2 separate regions of the Sus scrofa genome follow, and region 2 is linked to region 1. A link is a contact called in public Hi-C data. All regions are on one chromosome and are shown on one strand. Each heading gives the region's core, a stretch centred on a gene start, on an enhancer-like site or on the middle of the called end of the contact. The rest is flanking DNA. Distances are from core to core; before and after follow the strand shown. Region 1 has its middle 17 kb from the start of ZDHHC19. Region 2 overlaps TNK2 (activated CDC42 kinase 1).

Region 1 (4,002 bases), core at 726-3,225:
CTGGCTCTTGGGCTCCTGGCCAGCCTCGTTCAACACAGGGGCTCCAATTCTTTCTGAGTCCCAGCATCTTCCCCCATAACAAGCCCCCTTGGGGTTCAAGCCTTTTCTCAGCTTTCTCAGGATTCACCCTGGGTTCTGGGAGGGGGGCAGGCATACTACAGGCAGCCCAGTTCTGGCTTGGTCGTAGATCGATTCCATGGCCACATTTAAAATCCGTAGGGCCCAAGTTTACAAGCCAAGTGGAAGCAGCCTTGCCTTTCCCTGGCTTCTCAGAAATGGCGATGCTCTCCCCCGATCCAACCCCACCCCTCCCCAGCCCCTGCTCTGGCATGTAGGTTCTGGGTCTCTCAGGTTCTTCCCAGCCTGAGATTTCTAGAGTTTCTTTAGGAAAGCCTCTTGGTTCAGGCTGCTCTGCTCTTCAAGGGGTAGGTGGGACCTGGCTCTTGCTTTGATTCCCCTCAACACTCTCTCACCAAAGCCTTGGGCACCCCTCAGAGACTCTTTCCTGCCAGGCTGGAGGCCTCCCACCACCTTCCCTTTTTTTTTTTTTTTTTTTTGCTTTTTAGGGCTGCACTTGCAGCATATGCAAGTTCCCAGGCGAGGTGTTGAATCAGAGCTGCAGCTGCCAGCCTACACTACAGCCACAGCAATGCGGGACCCCCAACCCACTGAGTGAGGTCAGGGATCAGAACCACATCTTCAGGGATCCTAGTTGGATTCATTTCTGCTGCACCACAATGGGCACTCCCCTACTTCCCTTTCTGCCTCCTCATTTCGGCCCAACCTGCCCTTGATTCCCAGGCACACCCCTCCCAGTCCTTGGTCCCCTGATATGGGAAGGGCTGTTATCAAGGCCTGAAAATGGGGCCAGCTCTCCACACACTCTGGAAGCCCTGCTGTCCCTTGGACAGGAGCCAAGGAGTGACCCCAAACCCTCCAGGGCTCCCAGGTGCCCACATGTCTGGACCTCAGCCGCAGCCCATTCCTGGAACCTGATGGAAGGAGAGGGAGCCTGGAGGAGGCAGCCCCACCCCCACCCCATCCTCTCCAGACCTTTCCTTCTAGAAGGTCGGGATGTGTAGGGTGGGAAGAGCATTGGGCTGGGAGTCAGGTGGCCTGGGTGTCACTCAGCTCTGCTATGAGCTAGTGTGCTGTGGGCTCGAGTCTCTTCCCTTTGCTTGGCCGCAGGTCCCTCGTCTGTAAACAGGTTGACCATCATGGCTAGCTCACAGGTGGCCACATGGCTAGCTTACAGGTGGCCACAGCATCCTAACTCTTTAGAGCTGGAAGCGCCTTAGAGGCCACCTTATTCAGCTGCCCCTCCACCCTCAATTTATAGATTTTTCTCAAGAGAGGGAAGGGATTGCCTAGGATGACACGGTGTCCAAGCCAGCTTTCCTCTCCCATTCCTGCTCTGGGAACCATTTCAGAGGAGGAAGGCCTTGGGCAACCACCATAGGGCCCCCCACCCACCCCCACAGAGCCAGGCCATGCATGTCAGCACAGGCCTGGGGACATGATAAAAAGACAGGCTTAACTCTGACTCCAGCTCTGCTGGGAGCGATAATGCCGCCCTGCTGCCTTGTGCTCAGCCCTGCCCTGCCCTGCCCGCCCCACCCAAGGGGGCCCTGCCAGTGGCTCGAGGATGGGGCAAGGCAGGGGCAGATAGGGCAGAGGAGGTAGCTGCAGCATGGGACCAGGGGCCAGAATGCTAACACCTCCCAGAGCACAGGCCCCACCTTGGCTGACTCTCCTGGGCATGTGGGCACAGCACCCAGCACCCAAGTGATGCTCCAGCGATGCCCACATCTGCCGCTAGTTCCTGCACCCAGAGCGCGGTGGAGGGAAGGGGCCAGGCTGAAGGTTTGCAGGCCCATCCCGGGTAATGAACCTTTACTGAGCCCCACCCAGTGGGGCCTGGGCTCTATGGGTCACACAATCTCCTTTAATCCTCACAATAACCCCCCCCCCCACTGAAGTTGTTATTCTCGTCTTAGAGATGAGGAAACCAGAACTGAGAAAACAAGCCGCTTGCCCGAGGTCACCCTGCTTCTAGGCGACAGAGCCAAAACTTTAACCGTTGTCATGACACTGGGCTTCTTAGGCATTTACAGACGATTTCAGCTGAGGGTGGTGGTGGGCTCTGCAGCCAGCCTGCCTGCCTGGGTTCCTGCTGTCCAGTGAGACAAATCGTCACTTCTCCTTGTGCCCTTCTGAGGATTTGTTATGCAGCGCACGTGGAGAGCTTGGCCCAGTGCTGGCACGTGGCAGGTGCTTAACCAAGGGTTGCATTTGTCCCCATAAGAGGATCCCGGGGATGCCAGGGCCCGAACTCTGGGACCTGCTGGGGCCTTCGGGGTGCCAGTCACTGTGGCCACAGCAGTCCCACTCCTGCGTTTTGGGGTTTCCTGGTGGCTGGGCAGCCAAGGGGCAGGGTGCGTCTTCGGAGGGGCCCTGAGCAGTGGAGTTTCACAGAGACGCAAGCAAGTCTGTGTCCCCCAGGCGAGGGGGCCTGGGGGTGAGGGCTGAGCCTGTTCAAGGGAGCAGCAAGATAACCACCCAACGGCTCTGCCCTCCCACGCGGGTGAGGGAGTTTCCTGTTAAGAAAGCACCTTGTCGCGTCTGTTTCTAGGCCTGGCAGTGTCCCAGGCTAAAAGTAGCCAAAGCTGTGATCATCTGAGCCCTGTGAACTGGCCTTGCTTGGAGCCATCCTCTCTCTGTGGCCTCCCTGTGTGTCCCCGTCTGTCTGCGGCTGTCTCTGCCTCACCTGCTCCCCCCTTTCCTCTCGGTCTCCCCTCTCGCTTGTTCCTCCGCCTCTTCTTCCTCATTGCAGCGTCTTCCATGCTCTGCTTTGCTCACTCGCCCCGGCCCTCTCGGCCCATCCCTCATCACCTTCCCCGGACCACAGCTTCCAGGAACACCAAGTAGACTGTCTGACAGCTTTCAAGTAATAACTTTCAACTGTGATTCTTGGAAGCCCTTGGGCCTGGGCATGGAACCTTCTAGAACTCTGGGCCAGGACAGAGGCAGGGCTGGCACAGGCTGCCTTTGTCTGTCTCTGACCGGGGCTTCCCCCTCTGCGCCAGGCACACGCTTTTCCCCAGCTGCTTCGGGTCGGGACAGTTTTGCTGCTGAAATTGGAAATTCCCACACTGAATATCTAGCTTATTTCTCAGTGAGAAGAGCATCAAGGCACAGATGCTGGGGGAGAGGTTCGGCTGGGCTTGTCTCCAGGGTCAGGTAGCCAAGGAGAGGCCAGGCAGGCTGGGTCCTCAGCCTCCTGCTTCTCGGCCCTTTCCACCCCACGGTGAGGCGCCAGGTGGATCGGAGGCCTGGGCTGGAGCAGGGAGTGCACTCTTTCTTCTCCTGGAGGCCTGGGAACTTGGCTTCCGTGGGCAAAATCACAAAAGTGATGACAATACCAGGACTGGTTTGAATGCTAACTGTGGGCTAAGTGCTGGGCTTTTATTATCTCATTTATACTTATTTGAGGGTGGGGGGCTGCGCCCTTGGCATACGGAGTTCCTGGACAGGGATCAGATCTGATACACGGTTGCGACCTATGCTGCAGCTGCAGCAATGCCGGATTCTTAACCCACTGTGCCGGGCCAGGGATCGAACCTGCGTCCCGGTGCTCCAGAAACGCTGCCGATTCCATTTTGCCACAACAGGAAATCCCTTGTCTTATCTCATTTAATCTTCAAAATGGTTTGCGGGGAAGGTGCTGCTCTTACTTTTGTGGACGTGCCCTTAGACAGCCCTCCAGCCTTCATCTCCCTCTCTGCAACGACCAAGTTTTCCAGAGGGTCCTCAGGGCTATTCCTGCCCTGCCCTCCTGGGAGTCCATTTCTTAGTGGCGAAAGGGGAGGGTCCCTGGTCTGGACGCAAGCCCTGAGGTAGACCGGGCCCCAGGCAGGGCTTATTTGATGAATCATTAGCGTCCTTTGCCTGAACCTCGTCTGTCCTGTAGTAGCAGAGGGGACATTAGGTCATCAAACAAGA
Region 2 (3,948 bases), core at 359-2,858, 230 kb after region 1:
CCGCCCACCACAAGTGAGCAGCCCCACCCTCCACAAGTGAGCCTGCACCTGCCACCTCCTGTCCCTGAGGGTGTCAAGGCCAGAGACTCAGGGGTCCCCAGCCAGGAGGAGGGAGGGGCCTGATCCCAGGATGGGCAGTTCTTTGCAGAAACAGTAATGGTAAAAGGAACTGGAGCCTCTCTTGGGTGCAGGGGCTTGCTTCCTGAGAGCGGCTCCAGTGAGCAGCAGTATAGGTAGGACTCACTGATTTAAACAGAAATGGCTTCCGTCTTCATTTCCTATTTCACTTTAAAATAACAGGGTTCTAATGCCTTTTGAAATGTCTAATTTAAAAAATCCTATTACTTTGCTATAAAAATTCATATATTTATATATAACAAAATATATAATGTAAATAACATATGGAATATAGAATATAAATACATAAAAATGAATGTTTTATCAAGTCAGAAAGTGGTGAAATCCCCCCGGGAGGCACCAGCAGGGTGTGGGCTTTCAGAGTCCTCTGGCGGCAGACAGCCTGAGTTAGGACCAGCCTTCTGCTCCCACGTGGCATCAGCTAATGCTACTTTCCTGATCTCTCAGGGTCCTCATCTGTAAAATGTGTGTAAATGATAGTGCCTACCTCACAGAAGTGGTTAGAGGAGTGAATGAGGGTGGCATCTGACACCACACTGCAAATGTTTGGCCCAAGGGAGACCATCACTGAAGTTAGCCATTATCTCATGGTTATTCTTATGAATCTGCATCAGTAACTACAGATTAGTTACTGCTAACATTGTGCATAATAATTTATAATGTTATTCTCTTATTTTCAGTTTATCAAAGTAAAGAAGGCATTCTAGGATGATAAATTCTAAAATCATTGCCTAGAACCGCCAGTTTTCGATAGAATTTGGCTGGCACTGAGAGGCCCTCTCACACCCAAGATTGTTGCACTATCCCCCTGTTGATGGAGGGCTTTCTGGTTGTTTCCCTCCTTTAGGCGCTGAGATATCTGGAAAGCCAGAGGGTCTCTGCCCTGAAGAAATCACTTGAGCCTGTCCATCTCACAAGGGCAGGGAGATGCCCTGCCTAGGTCTGAAGGACCTGCTGTACCTGCTGCTCCCAGTGGCAGAGTGAGGCTAAGGCAGCAGGAGGCTGGGAACCCTGCCTTGCCTGTCCCTTCCTCACCTGGCGCTGTCCCTACAACCTCAGAGCCCTCAGTGCCCCCCTGCTGAGGTACAAGAAGGAGCCTCTAGAAGGCAGGCCTGGGGGCAGCCTCAGCAGACCCTGCAGCTGACCTGCCTCTGGCTTCAGTCCCTGGTGGGGCCTGTGGCTGGAGTATGTCACCAAGCCCTGCTGGCGAGGACGCCAGGCTTGATCCGGGGCAAGAAGGATGTGTTGGCCACACAGAAAAGTGGGCCAGTACCAGGCCCAGGGCTGGGCCTTTTCCAGGGAGCCCCTGGCAGGCAGAGGGGTTGTCAGACAGAATGTGACTTGTGGCCTAACTATGGACATGGTATGGGATTGGTATGGCTGGTTTTAGGATCTTGTGCCTGGAGATAGCCTGAGGTGGCTCAGGTAACAGAGAAAGGGTGCCAGATCATTCTCTGGCAGGGACCAGGGCCCAAGGCCCCAGGGTTGGAAGGAGACCAAGGGGGCAGCTGCCCCAGAGGGACACCAGTGCTTCCTCTTGACCCAGCTTTTCCCCTGTGCTGTTACATGTTTTCCCACCAGTCTTTGTCGCCAAAGTTGCTGCCCCAGCCATGAATATCTGCTTCTCCCAGAGAAATAAAGTTAGTTTCTATTTTATGTTACTTACTTGTGTCTGCCTGTTTCTTTCCTTCTTGTCCAGTCACCTGAGGCTCCTGGGCTCCCCAGCCCACTGCCATTTGTCCTGGACAGCAGGCTCTGTAGCACCACCTGTATAGACAGAGGGAGGGATTGCATGCCTAGTTTACCGTAAGGGGCTGGCAGAGGGCCTGATGGAGTCATGGACTCAGAATCCCCAGGTTTTCGCTCTGGAGTTTCCCTGAGGCAGGATATACTGCATGACAGAGTACACTAGCACAATTAACTGGAGTTAAGCCATAACATGAAAGGCCTGAATATGTATAAGTATTTTCTTTTTCTAATAATTCATGTGATTCAAAATTCAAAAAGTACCAAAAACTATACAGTGACATTTCCCATTCCAGCTGCTAGCTCCCCTCTCCAGAGGCTGTTTCTCATCAGTTTCTCGTATGTTTCTTATTTTTTTTCATCTACAGTATTCTGTTTATAGTAATTAATTTATTTATTTTTGCTTTATAGGGCCGCACCCACAGCTTATGGAGGGTCGCAGGCGAGGGGTCAAATCGGAGCTACAACTGCCGGCTGCACCACAGCCACAGAAACACAGGATCCAAGCCGCGTCTGCGACGTACATCACAGCTCAGGGCAACGCCAGATCCTTAACCCACTGAGCAAGGCCAGGGATCGAACCCTCAACCTCATCGTTCCTAGTCGGATTCGTTCTACTGTTCCACGACGGGAACTCCACACCTACAGTATTTTGAAGAGCTCTGTAGCCATACTGGAAGATCTTCCCCATTCTTGTTTAGGGTTGCATGGATATGGATGTACTATAACCTATTTAACCAGGCCTCTTTTGATGGATATTTGGTGGTTTCCAGTCCTCTGCAGTTACAGCCATTTCAGCAATAAATGGCAGATGTGGGTTATACTTCATTTGGAAGGCAATCTGAAGGATGAGTTCCCAGAACTGGTGCTCCTGAGTCAGAGTGTGTAGTAATAAGGGATCCTGCCAACTTTCTCCCCATGGAGGAGGCTGTTCCCAGTATCACAGCCACCAGAGTATGTGAGAGCTTTCCACATGGTACCAGAACTTTCTGACTTTTGATAGTCTGACAGGTGGAAAATGGTGTGTCTGTAGTTTTTAATCTGCATCCCTCTAATGAATGAATGAACGTTTTTTTAAAAATGTTGTGCTATTTATATTTCCTTTCTATGAGATACCTATTGATAGCCCTGACCTACTAAAAAGTTAAATTAATAATCCATTTCTTACTGGTTTTTAGGAATTTACTGGATCAAGACATTTAGCCTTTTGTGCTTTGCCATATCATCTGAACTTTAGGAAAAGAGATAAATCATAAGAAAGGATGCTAACAGCTTGGGTTTATTAAAAACAAAGACCAGAAGTTCCCGTCGTGGCACAGTGGTTAACGAATCCGACTAGGAACCATGAGGTTGCGGGTTCGGTCCCTGCCCTTGCTCAGTGGGTTAAGGATCCGGTGCTGCTGTGAGCTGTAGTGAAGGTCACAGACATGGCTCGGATCCCACGTTGCTGTGGCTCTGGCATAGGCCGGCAGCTACAGCTCCGATCCGACCCCTCGCCTGGGAACCTCCATATGCCGAGGGAGCGGCCCAAGAAATAGCAAAAGACAAAAAAAAAAACAAAGACCATTCAGGATGGGTCTGGGTTGCTCTCAGTATCTGGGGCTCAAAGCTGGCCTACATGGTGGTCCTGAGGCTTGGGAGGACTTTAGCCTTCAGATCCAAATGTGTTTTGTGTACACTGTTCATCAGGCAGGAATTAAATTCTATTTAGCTGCAATTTTTAAAAATCAGTCAAATGTGATATAGAATGGGCAAAGTATTAAGTTACCTTTGGGCATTGCTATTAGACCTGGATTCTATTCTTGGGAAAGTTTCTTAACCTTTCTGAGCCTGTAAACTGGGGGAGAGTATTTATAGAATGGTTGTGAGGATTAAGTGAGGTCACATAGGTAAAACATTTTGCTAAGTGCATGGGCCATGATAAGCACCCAATAAATTATAATCATAATACGTTCTATTTCTTCATGTTCCTGCCTGTCCCTACCAATCAGTAGTTTACATTATACACAGAACAGTTCTGTGTGTACAACTGTCTTCTTTTCTGACCCACCCCCTTTGTGGAAA

The links. A called contact is a pair of places that touch in the nucleus more often than the background predicts.
Region 2: a contact with region 1 is called in a Hi-C map of skeletal muscle, with 5 times the contacts expected there. The contact joins two enhancer-like sites. A contact is called at or near these places in 10 of 47 Hi-C or Micro-C datasets (blood, embryonic fibroblasts, fetal heart ventricle and 6 more) and 2 of 2 datasets of contacts at active chromatin or transcription factors (alveolar macrophages and skeletal muscle).

The regions. Positions count from the first base shown.
Region 1 is chr13:133,888,111-133,892,112 of Sscrofa11.1, forward strand. No RefSeq gene overlaps it. Among named protein-coding and RNA genes, the nearest start is that of ZDHHC19, 17 kb to the left of the region's middle. Within about 2 kb of position 1,976, at least 26 of the 83 cell types and tissues checked have an H3K27ac peak or open chromatin away from gene starts, as enhancers often do. A contact at or near this core is called in skeletal muscle, where this site is marked.
Region 2 is chr13:134,123,028-134,126,975 of Sscrofa11.1, forward strand. TNK2 (activated CDC42 kinase 1) reads left to right here. Exons shown (of 13, transcript XM_021070192.1): 13 at 986-1,799. The coding sequence ends at 1,078. It overlaps LOC100155748 (a long non-coding RNA gene), which reads right to left. Exons shown (of 3, transcript XR_002337860.1): 3 at 1,794-1,905. Among named protein-coding and RNA genes, the nearest start is that of TNK2, 43 kb to the left of the region's middle. Within about 2 kb of position 1,609, at least 1 of the 83 cell types and tissues checked has an H3K27ac peak or open chromatin away from gene starts, as enhancers often do. A contact at or near this core is called in skeletal muscle, where this site is marked.